Linked DNA regions of Sus scrofa: region 2 is linked to region 1. Evidence: chromatin contacts called from public Hi-C data. All regions are on one chromosome and are shown on one strand. The core of a region is the stretch at or near the end of the contact, and the rest is flanking DNA. Distances in the headings are between cores, read along the strand shown.

Region 1 (4,283 bases), core at 600-3,099:
TTAAACAACTTCAGGTTGCTAAAAAGAGTAAGTTGTAATAATGTTTTACATATATGTAAATAATGTTATAAAGGCAAAATGTGATAACATGGTGTTTGCTAGACTGGTCAGCTCCCTTTATTTCCTGGTGATCTGATTCTAATTTCTTCATATTTCACTAAAATTTTACTCAATACCTACTTTTATCCTAACAAGGTTAAATATGCTGCACTTAAGTTCTATGATTTTTTTTTCCAACTCTATTCTGTATGCAACTACTATCTTTAGGGACATCTTACCTGCTATGCCCTTAAGATACTACTTCAGTAATGGGAAATTTTAACTCAACCAAAAACTACAATAATTTTTTACTCTATGCCATGAGAATTCAAAATTTAAAGACAGTTTTGTACTACAAGTGTTAAAATAACAGCAGAACAGCTCATAAAGACAGTAATTTAACTCCTTTAGCTAGAATATCAGTAAAAATGTGCCCCAAATCGTTCCCTGCTCCAAGCTATAAGACATTTCCAATTATGAATGTGTGAATATTGTTACTAAAATTGAGACCTGACTGCGGAAACATTTACAGATTGGGAATTCCGATAGACAAAGGCCACTGGCCCCAGATTTCCACACATATTAATAAAAAGAGAACTATGCTATTTAAAAAGAGAACTATGCATCTGATCCCGTCCCCAAATATTAAGAGTCCAGTCCACTGGGGTCATTCATGCAATAAAAATTTATTATGCGCCTACTGTTTGCCAAGCATTGCACAGGCAGTGAACAAAACTGACCCTAAAATCCCTTCCCTCTAATAACAGAAATGTCAACCGTAAGGTAAGGCACCTGGAGCACAAGTCCTGGCTGCCCGCACCCCACAAGGGTTAATCATACTGACACCTCACCCAAACCCAAGGGGCCCCCTAGACTTGCGGCGCCAACACAGAGCCGCGGTCGCTGGGTCCTTTAATGACGGGGCCAGGACCCCTTGGGAAGGGTGGGGAAGTCCACGGACCTGACCCTCCAGGTCAGCCCAGCGCAGAGGAGGCGATCGGAACACAGCCGCCAGCGCCACGTGCACACCCCGGTGCGCGCCCCCGCAGTCCTCCGCCCGAGCCGCGCAGGCGCCGCCGCAGCCCAACTCACGCAAGCCCCGCGCGCCGCTCGCCGCTTCAGACTCGTGGCCCGGAGCCCCACCCGCCCCGGTCCCACCGGCCGTCGCCTCTTACCGGCGCGCTGACCTCGGCGCCCCGGCCTCTCGGTTCCCGGCGGCCGCCTCGCGGAGCGCCTCCTCCTCGGCCTCCGCGGCCGCCCCGGAAGCCCCGGCCGCGACCCCGCCGGCCGCCTCCATCCCCGCCGCCGCCGCCTCTCGCCACCGCCGCTGCAGTGGCCGCCCGCTCGCGGTCGCGATCCCCGCCGGGCCGGCCGCGGCCGGGTCGCCGACCCCGGCCTCCCCGATTTCCTCGGTCCGCCTGCATCTGGCCGCCGCCGGCGGTGCTGAGCACGCAGGAGTCGGGCAGCCGCGGAGACGCCCTTGCCCCCACCGGAAACGGGCCGCACGGAGGAGCCGCGAGCGACGGGCCCCGGGTGGCAGCGAGCGCGGGGTGCGGGGCCGGGGCTGGAAGCCGGCCGCGGCGGGGGCGGGGCGGGCCCCCGGTCCTGTCAGGTGGAGCCGGAACCGGGGCTGGGAAGAGCCAGGGGTTCAGAGAAAAGATCCGACCAGTGGGACCTGAAAAGGCGGGGGCAAGGAAGGTCTGGGGGAGGGACCGTAGTAAGTAAAAGACGGGTTATAAAACAGTTTGTGTAATATGAACTCGATTTTTTATTAAAAGAATAGATAGTTATGGCGTAGCTGCATAAGAAGCGGTCTTAAAAAGTATATAGCAAAATGTCGCTAGTGGTTAACTGTACGGTGAGACTTCCAGTGAGTTAATTCTTCCTCTTTTTCTGTTTAGTCTCCTTATCTTCAAGAATGAATATGTGTCATCATTAAAGTTATACTGAAGTCAGGGTTAGGTAGAAGGTATGGAGGAAAGGCGGGGGGGGGGCAGTCTGAGGTGAGAAGTATGGGATGCAAGCAGCTGGGAGTAGAGAGAACAGTGCAGCCTGTCCTCAAGAGAACTGTAGAAATGACTGCTTTAGCGCACACTTATTGAGCACATGAGCATTTAATTCTCCTGTCAGGCCTATGAGGCAAGTACTGCTGTTGTTCTTGTTTTGCTGATAATAGCCCTGGAGAGGTTAAACCACTTGCCTAATGTGACACAGCTGGGTAGTGATGGAACTGCCATTCTAACTCTGGCAGGCTGACAGCAGTCTATTCATGTATGTGTCTGTCACTTACTTAGTAGAAATGTTTGAGCCTCACCCATGTTCGGTTTTTTTGGCTACGCCCTCAACATGCAGAAGTTCCAGAGCCAGGGATCAAACCGGAGCCACAGCAGTGAGAATGCTGAATCCTTAACCACTAGGTCACCAGAGAATTCCAAGACTCACCTGTGTTTTAAGTTTTAATAGTTTGTTCCTTTTTATTGCTAAGCAGTAAGTAGTCCATCATATGGATCTAGTGTTTTAGCCAAGGGGGAAAAGGACAGTTGGTTATATGGATATGTGGGAGCCATTGTTAACTACTATGTATTACAGAAACCACATAAACACAATACAAAGAAGGGCTAAGAGATCAAATCAGTGTTGCAAATCAAGTGTTTTCTTGCCAGTCCTTTCTGTCCTGTCTTACATCCATATATAGTTAACATTATTCATTGCTTCTAATTGTCCATTCTGTGTTAGGCTGAGTGCTTGATCTTGAAGTTTTTTTTTTAGGGCTGCACCCATGGCATATGGAGGTTCCCAGGCTAGGGGTCGAATCGGAGCTACCACTGCTGGCCTATGCCACAACCACAGCCATGCCAGATCCGAGCCCCGTCTGTGACCTACACCACAGCTCATGGCAACACCAGAACCCTAACCCAGTAAACAAGGTCGGGGTTCGAACCCGCAACCTCATGGTTCCTAGTCAGATTCGTTTCTGCTGCGCCTCAATGGGAACTCCTTGAAGATTTTTTAAAAAAAGTAAAAAGGCTCTGTCCTTGCTCTCAAATAGCTCACTTCCTACAAGGAAGGAAACTGTAAACAGGTGATTAAACTAGTGTGCTGAGGGCAATGAGAGGTCCAAGGTGAAGGCCCAAAGGAAGAAAAGTTAGCTGCCTAAATGAATAGCCTCGGGCTTCATGAGAAACAGACCCCAAGGCCTGATGTTGAGCAGGAGTTTGCTAGGTTCATAGGTGAGAGTAGGGAACCAGTGAAGGATTGTAAACTGGAGAGAAACAATCTTAACACAGCATGGTTCTAAGTATCTCCCATGCAGCACTGTCTTAAAACCTCACAGCAGCCCTATTTGGTAGTACTAGTGTGGTCCCTATTTCAATGATGAGGGTATAAAAGAAGTAACTTCAAAAAATCACACAGCTAGTAAACAAACCCAGGACAGTCTGGCCTCAGACTCTGTGCAGCTAACCGCTCTGCTCAAAACCATTCTGTAGAGGAGAATCAGAATTCTAGGCAACCATTAGGAAACTACTGGAAGAATCCAAGTCACAAATAATTAGGGCCTAAATTAAGACCCAAAAGAAAGATAATAGGACAGATAGGAGAGAATTGATAGACTTCATTGTCCACTTGTCAGGGTGAGAAGCAGGGGTGATTTCCCATGTGTTTTGCTTCAATGACCAGGTTATTAATGATACCACTAGCCAAGAGGAAATACAGGGTTGGGGAGGATGTGTGTGAGGATAATAGTATTTTTTAAACATTTCATATTTTCCTGTTATTTAATAGTTAACATTTTTGTCAACAGACACTATTCTCATACAGTACATCAATTTTCCTTTTCCCTCTTTTCCAGCCTTTCCCTTTTATTTCTCCACATCCTATTGCCCCCCCCCCCTTTTTCCCCTTGTCTGGTGAAATTAAGACCATCAGAGGTACTCAGGATTAAGTTATTCATCCTCATGCTAAACTCTCAAATTCATAATCCCACCCCTAAAGAAACACTAAACAGGAAGATGGGAATAGTAACAAAAGTTTCATCCTTTCCTCTGCACCCCTACAAAGGAACTAAAAGGAGAAGCCACTGGACAGCCTGGGCCCTCATCCCCTGTGTGGCTAGGAACTATACCGATTTGGTACATTATCTCTTCCTAATCCTACATGCAGTGACATGAAGTTGGTTGCTTGAAAAAGTGGGACTTTTTATACCACAGCCATTGGCAATTTTCTGCAAATCAGGACTTTGTTGG
Region 2 (4,349 bases), core at 138-2,637, 5.4 Mb before region 1:
TACGTGATTTGCAAATATTTTCCCCCAACCTGTCTTTGCTGTGACAGGTATTATTTCCATTGAGACCCATTGGCTAGAATTAGTCTCATGGTCACATGCAGTCCCCAGGGAGCTGAGAAATGCACTTCTGCCCAGTGCCTGGAAAAGCAGAGAACTGGAGATATCTGGTAAACAGCACGAAAGACCACCCCCCACACTGCTCATACTAAAATACTTCCCCTCTAGCACTTGATAGAAAATGTTTGCTGAACCTGATCATATAGAATGGTTTTTCTGGACTGCAAGGGGTTCCATAATATTCTATATAGGTGAGTGTTGTAACATTCACGTGCTTATGTTGTTCAACTGCATTGTTCCTAGACTTTTCCTCATTAAACTGTGCAACAATATAGATCCTTGTATGCTTGTCACAAAGATAAGCATTGATTATTTCCTTAGAGTCTTAGAAGTGGAATTGCTGGGTCAAAGAAGGAATGCATTTTGCAGGGTTTGACTCAGCAATTCCACTTCTAAGACTCTAAGGAAATAATCAATACTTATCTTTGTGGCAAGCATACAAGGATCTATATAGGTCTGCACCCATGGCCTGTGGAGGTTCCCAGGCTAGGGGGTGAATTGGAGCTGCAGTTGCTGGCTTACACCACAGCCACAGCAATGCCAGATCCGAGCTGCATCTGCAGCCTACAGCACAGCTCACAGCAACTCCAGATCCTTAACCCACTGAGCGAGGCTAGGGATTGAACCTGCATCCTCATGGATGCTGGTCAGATTCATTTCCGCTGAGCCATGATGGGGACTCCTCCTTATTATCATTTTAATTTGCCTTTTAAAAATTATAAATGAAGCAATACATAATTTTGTATGTGTTTAAACTATTTGCAGCTTTTCTTTTTTAATTGGTTTCTTTAAGTTCTTTATCCGTTTTCTGTGGGACAATTTTTAATTCTTTTTAAAAAACAATTTTTACTTATTTATTTGTTTTTTCTTTTTGGCTACCCTGCTGCATGTGGAGCTCCTGGGCCAGAGATCAGGTCCGAGCCACAATTTTGACCTATGCCACAGCCATAGCAATGCTGGATCCTTAACCCACTGTGCTGGGCTGGGGATCAAACCTATGTCCCAGAGCTCCAGAGACATTGCCCACAGTGAAACTCCACAATTTTTAATCTTTATTCAGCATCCAGCAGTGCCCTGGACAAGTGGCTGAAAAGTTATTTGCAAGGCTGAATTAAACCCAGTCCAGCCATTCTTCAGGGGAGCCATCCAGCTGCATTCTCTGACTCAAGGCAGATTGAGTCACTTTCTTCCACGCTGTTAATCTCTGCTGTGATTTTAAGAGACTCTTCTCTTCAGCCAGTGGATGGACATCTGCTGTGCAGGGAGACACAGCCCCACTGGCCTTATCGGCCAAGCCTTTGGCTTCAAAGTACGTAAGTACTGCTAAGAAAGTACGGACTTTCAGATGTGTTGCAAAAAAGTATTCTGGCTTGGGATCATGAGCAATTTCTTGGCTCCCAACCAGACCCAACTTCTAATAGTGGCAGACATGTGGAGGAATGTGGGGAGGATTCTGAGAAAACCACGTGGCTCTGAGAAGCTTAGGATATTTTCCCATGTGTTAGAAATGCAATCAAACCCATGTTTTCAGAAGTGGAGCTACAGATGGGGGTTAGGATGAGGGTCTCATGGCATCGCCGAAGACTCTACAGTTCTCTCAGGAGTCAGAGGTGATTAGTGGGTTGAGGGAAGAAGCCAAGTGTCCTTGAGCCAGCCTGGCCCAGCCGTAGCCAGACCACCCTGATCCTGGGGAAGCCAGGATCACTGAATCGACTCCTGTGCAGGCTCCGATCCTTAGGAGACCTTAGATTCATTTCTTTTGATGCTCCCTGTGGTTAAGGCCGGGTGTGGGTAGAAGAAGACCTGTTCTGACATGAATCCTTGACACCACTGATTTCTGGAATTCAATTAAAAAATTTTTCCAGGCAAAATATCCACCTTTGTTTTGAGTTCTCTCTCCATCCATACCGTTGTCACCTGCAATGCTATTACTCTGAGAGAACAGATTCTAATGGGTCTCTGACACCAATTTGCAGCTTTATTCTAATTCCCTCGGGTCTGGAGACATGGAGGTAGGAGGAAGGAAAGCACCACCTTTGCTTTCAAGGAGCTCATGGTCAGGTAGAAGGACCACTGATAAACCAATGGTTCCAGTACAGAGGGAGAGGAAGCTGGAGATTTTTTTTTTCTTTTGCCTTTTGAGGGCTGCACCCACGGCACATGGAGATTCCCAGGCTAGGGGTCTCATCGGAGCTATAGCTGCCAACCTATACCACAGCCACGGCAACACCAGATCTGAGCTGCGTTTGCCATCTAAACCACAGCTCATGGCAACACTGGATCCTTAACCCGCTAAGCGAGGCCAGGTATTGAACCTACAACCTCATGGTTCCTAGTCGGATTCATTTCTGCTGCATCATGATGGGAACTCCAGAATTTGAAGATTTATGTCCACATTGTTCTGGGATCATTTGGAGGGAGTGGACTCGAGGATGGTAGTCAGAGAAGGCTTCCCAGGAAAGGGAATTCCTGAGTTGAATTTTGCAAAAGAGTAACCAGCCAAGGAAGGAACCGTAGGTGGGTGGGTGCAAACTTTCTGTTACCCAGCAATCAGGTCACCCAGGCAGTTCACAGATGATGACAGGGCAGGCATTGCCCTTCATGCTGTGTTACAACCATGTTCTCTAAATGAGTCTCGGTTGAAGTTTGTGGTGTTGCCCAGCTTACTCTGTCCACCTTACCTCATACAAATGTCCAGGCCTATGGAATGGAACTGTTAGAAAAGGGCTTCATAGATTAAAAAAAAAAAAAAAAAGCCACTCCATTCCCCGTTTCCCTGGAAAGTTCTCCAGGAAGCTGCACATTATCCTGCCGAATGTTTGCTGATCCCACCCTCAATGCACCAGTGACTTCTGTTAATAACACTCGTCACAGATCACAATTCAGTGCAATTCAGCCCCGACCCCTGTGCAATTTAGGTGTTCAGAGAAGGGCTTGAAAACAGGACGAGATGGGGATATTACCCCGGGACAGCAGGGAGCCACAGCCCTGCCTTGAAGGATGAGAGCTAGGTTGTTCTAGAAAGATGTCCACATGATAAGGAGGATAAAACAGGCTCATCTTTGCAGAGCTCTTCACAGTTTAAAAGTCAATCCCTTCACCCCGTTGGAGGCCAGTTTCATGCTTAGCTCTAATATGAATACAGAGACTCAATGATTAGTCAGGAAAGGGAACCTGACCCTAGGACTCTGATTCTGGGTCTGATGCTTCCGCCCCTTAATCAACCTTATTGAAATCTCTGTAGGCAACATGTTTTCTGTAAAGCTTAATAAATAGGGTGGCATATTTCCGTTTCTCCAGAACTTTTGGCTCACTTAGGGTAAAAGTGCCTTCTGGGTTGATATTGTCTTTAAAATTTCTACTCACTTCTTGATTCATCTGTTCCAAATCCAACTTGGCTTGGCAATTGTGAGGCTCACCTAGGTTATTAGAGTTTGTTCTCTGAATGTTCAGGAATTTCCTCATGGTAACTTTGGGGCAAGGCAGGAGGAAGTTCTGGGTCTGTATTGAGGGGGATATTTTTGTGGATCACTTTGTGTTTCTTTAGTATAAGATCTCAGGTATAACAGGGACCAAGAAATAGGTCTTCGGAGCAGAGAGAGGGATGGGGAGAAAAATAGGGGGAGCTGGTAAGGAAGCCACATTGTGCTTGGCAAACTAAGCACTTAGGAGACAGGAAATGGCAAGGGCGGATGTGTGTGTATGTGTGTGTGTGTGTGTGTGTGTGTGTGTGTGAGAGAGAGAGAGAGAAGAGAGCATCCTCATTCACTGTGGCCCTTCCAGGGCCCAGCTCAGAGCCTGGCTCAGTATTTACCGAGGAGAGCCACTCCTGCTTGGTGACTGTGGGAACGGGGCTGAAGGGACTGGCATGCTGATTGGTGATTCTGGAAGTCCCTTAGGGGGAAGTGCGTCTGAAATAGGAAGGCTCTGTCATGGACACGCCAGGTCTTCCTAAAGTCTAAGTAGGCTGTAGAAAGTAGGAGAATGAACCCACTGATTCTGCCATGACCATCTCCATCAGCGCCTTCTTACCCCGTCTCCCATGCTCCCCCTGTACCACTAGCTCATTACCACCACCGCCCTCACTGCCACGCCGTGTCCAACACTGCCACTGTCACTGCCGTCATCACTGGTGTCTCCACTATCAACACCACCACCTCCATCTCACCACCATCACCACTGACACGGCCCTTGCTGCATGTCAGAAGGCTTTACACGGGTTTAATCTGCAA

What was found. A called contact is a pair of places that touch in the nucleus more often than the background predicts.
Region 2: a contact with region 1 is called in a Hi-C map of embryonic fibroblasts, with 16 times the contacts expected there. The contact joins the enhancer-like site here to the promoter of AVEN in region 1. A contact is called at or near these places in 12 of 47 Hi-C or Micro-C datasets (differentiating spermatogonia, embryonic fibroblasts, epiblast stem cells and 8 more).

What each region holds. Positions count from the first base shown.
Region 1 is chr7:80,444,903-80,449,185 of Sscrofa11.1, reverse strand. AVEN (cell death regulator Aven) reads right to left here and starts at 1,849. Exons shown (of 7, transcript XM_021099909.1): 1 at 1,215-1,849. The coding sequence starts at 1,463.
Region 2 is chr7:85,837,614-85,841,962 of Sscrofa11.1, reverse strand. No RefSeq gene overlaps it. Among named protein-coding and RNA genes, the nearest start is that of RGMA, 82 kb to the left of the region's middle. Within about 2 kb of position 1,387, at least 9 of the 83 cell types and tissues checked have an H3K27ac peak or open chromatin away from gene starts, as enhancers often do. A contact at or near this core is called in embryonic fibroblasts and omental adipose tissue, where this site is marked.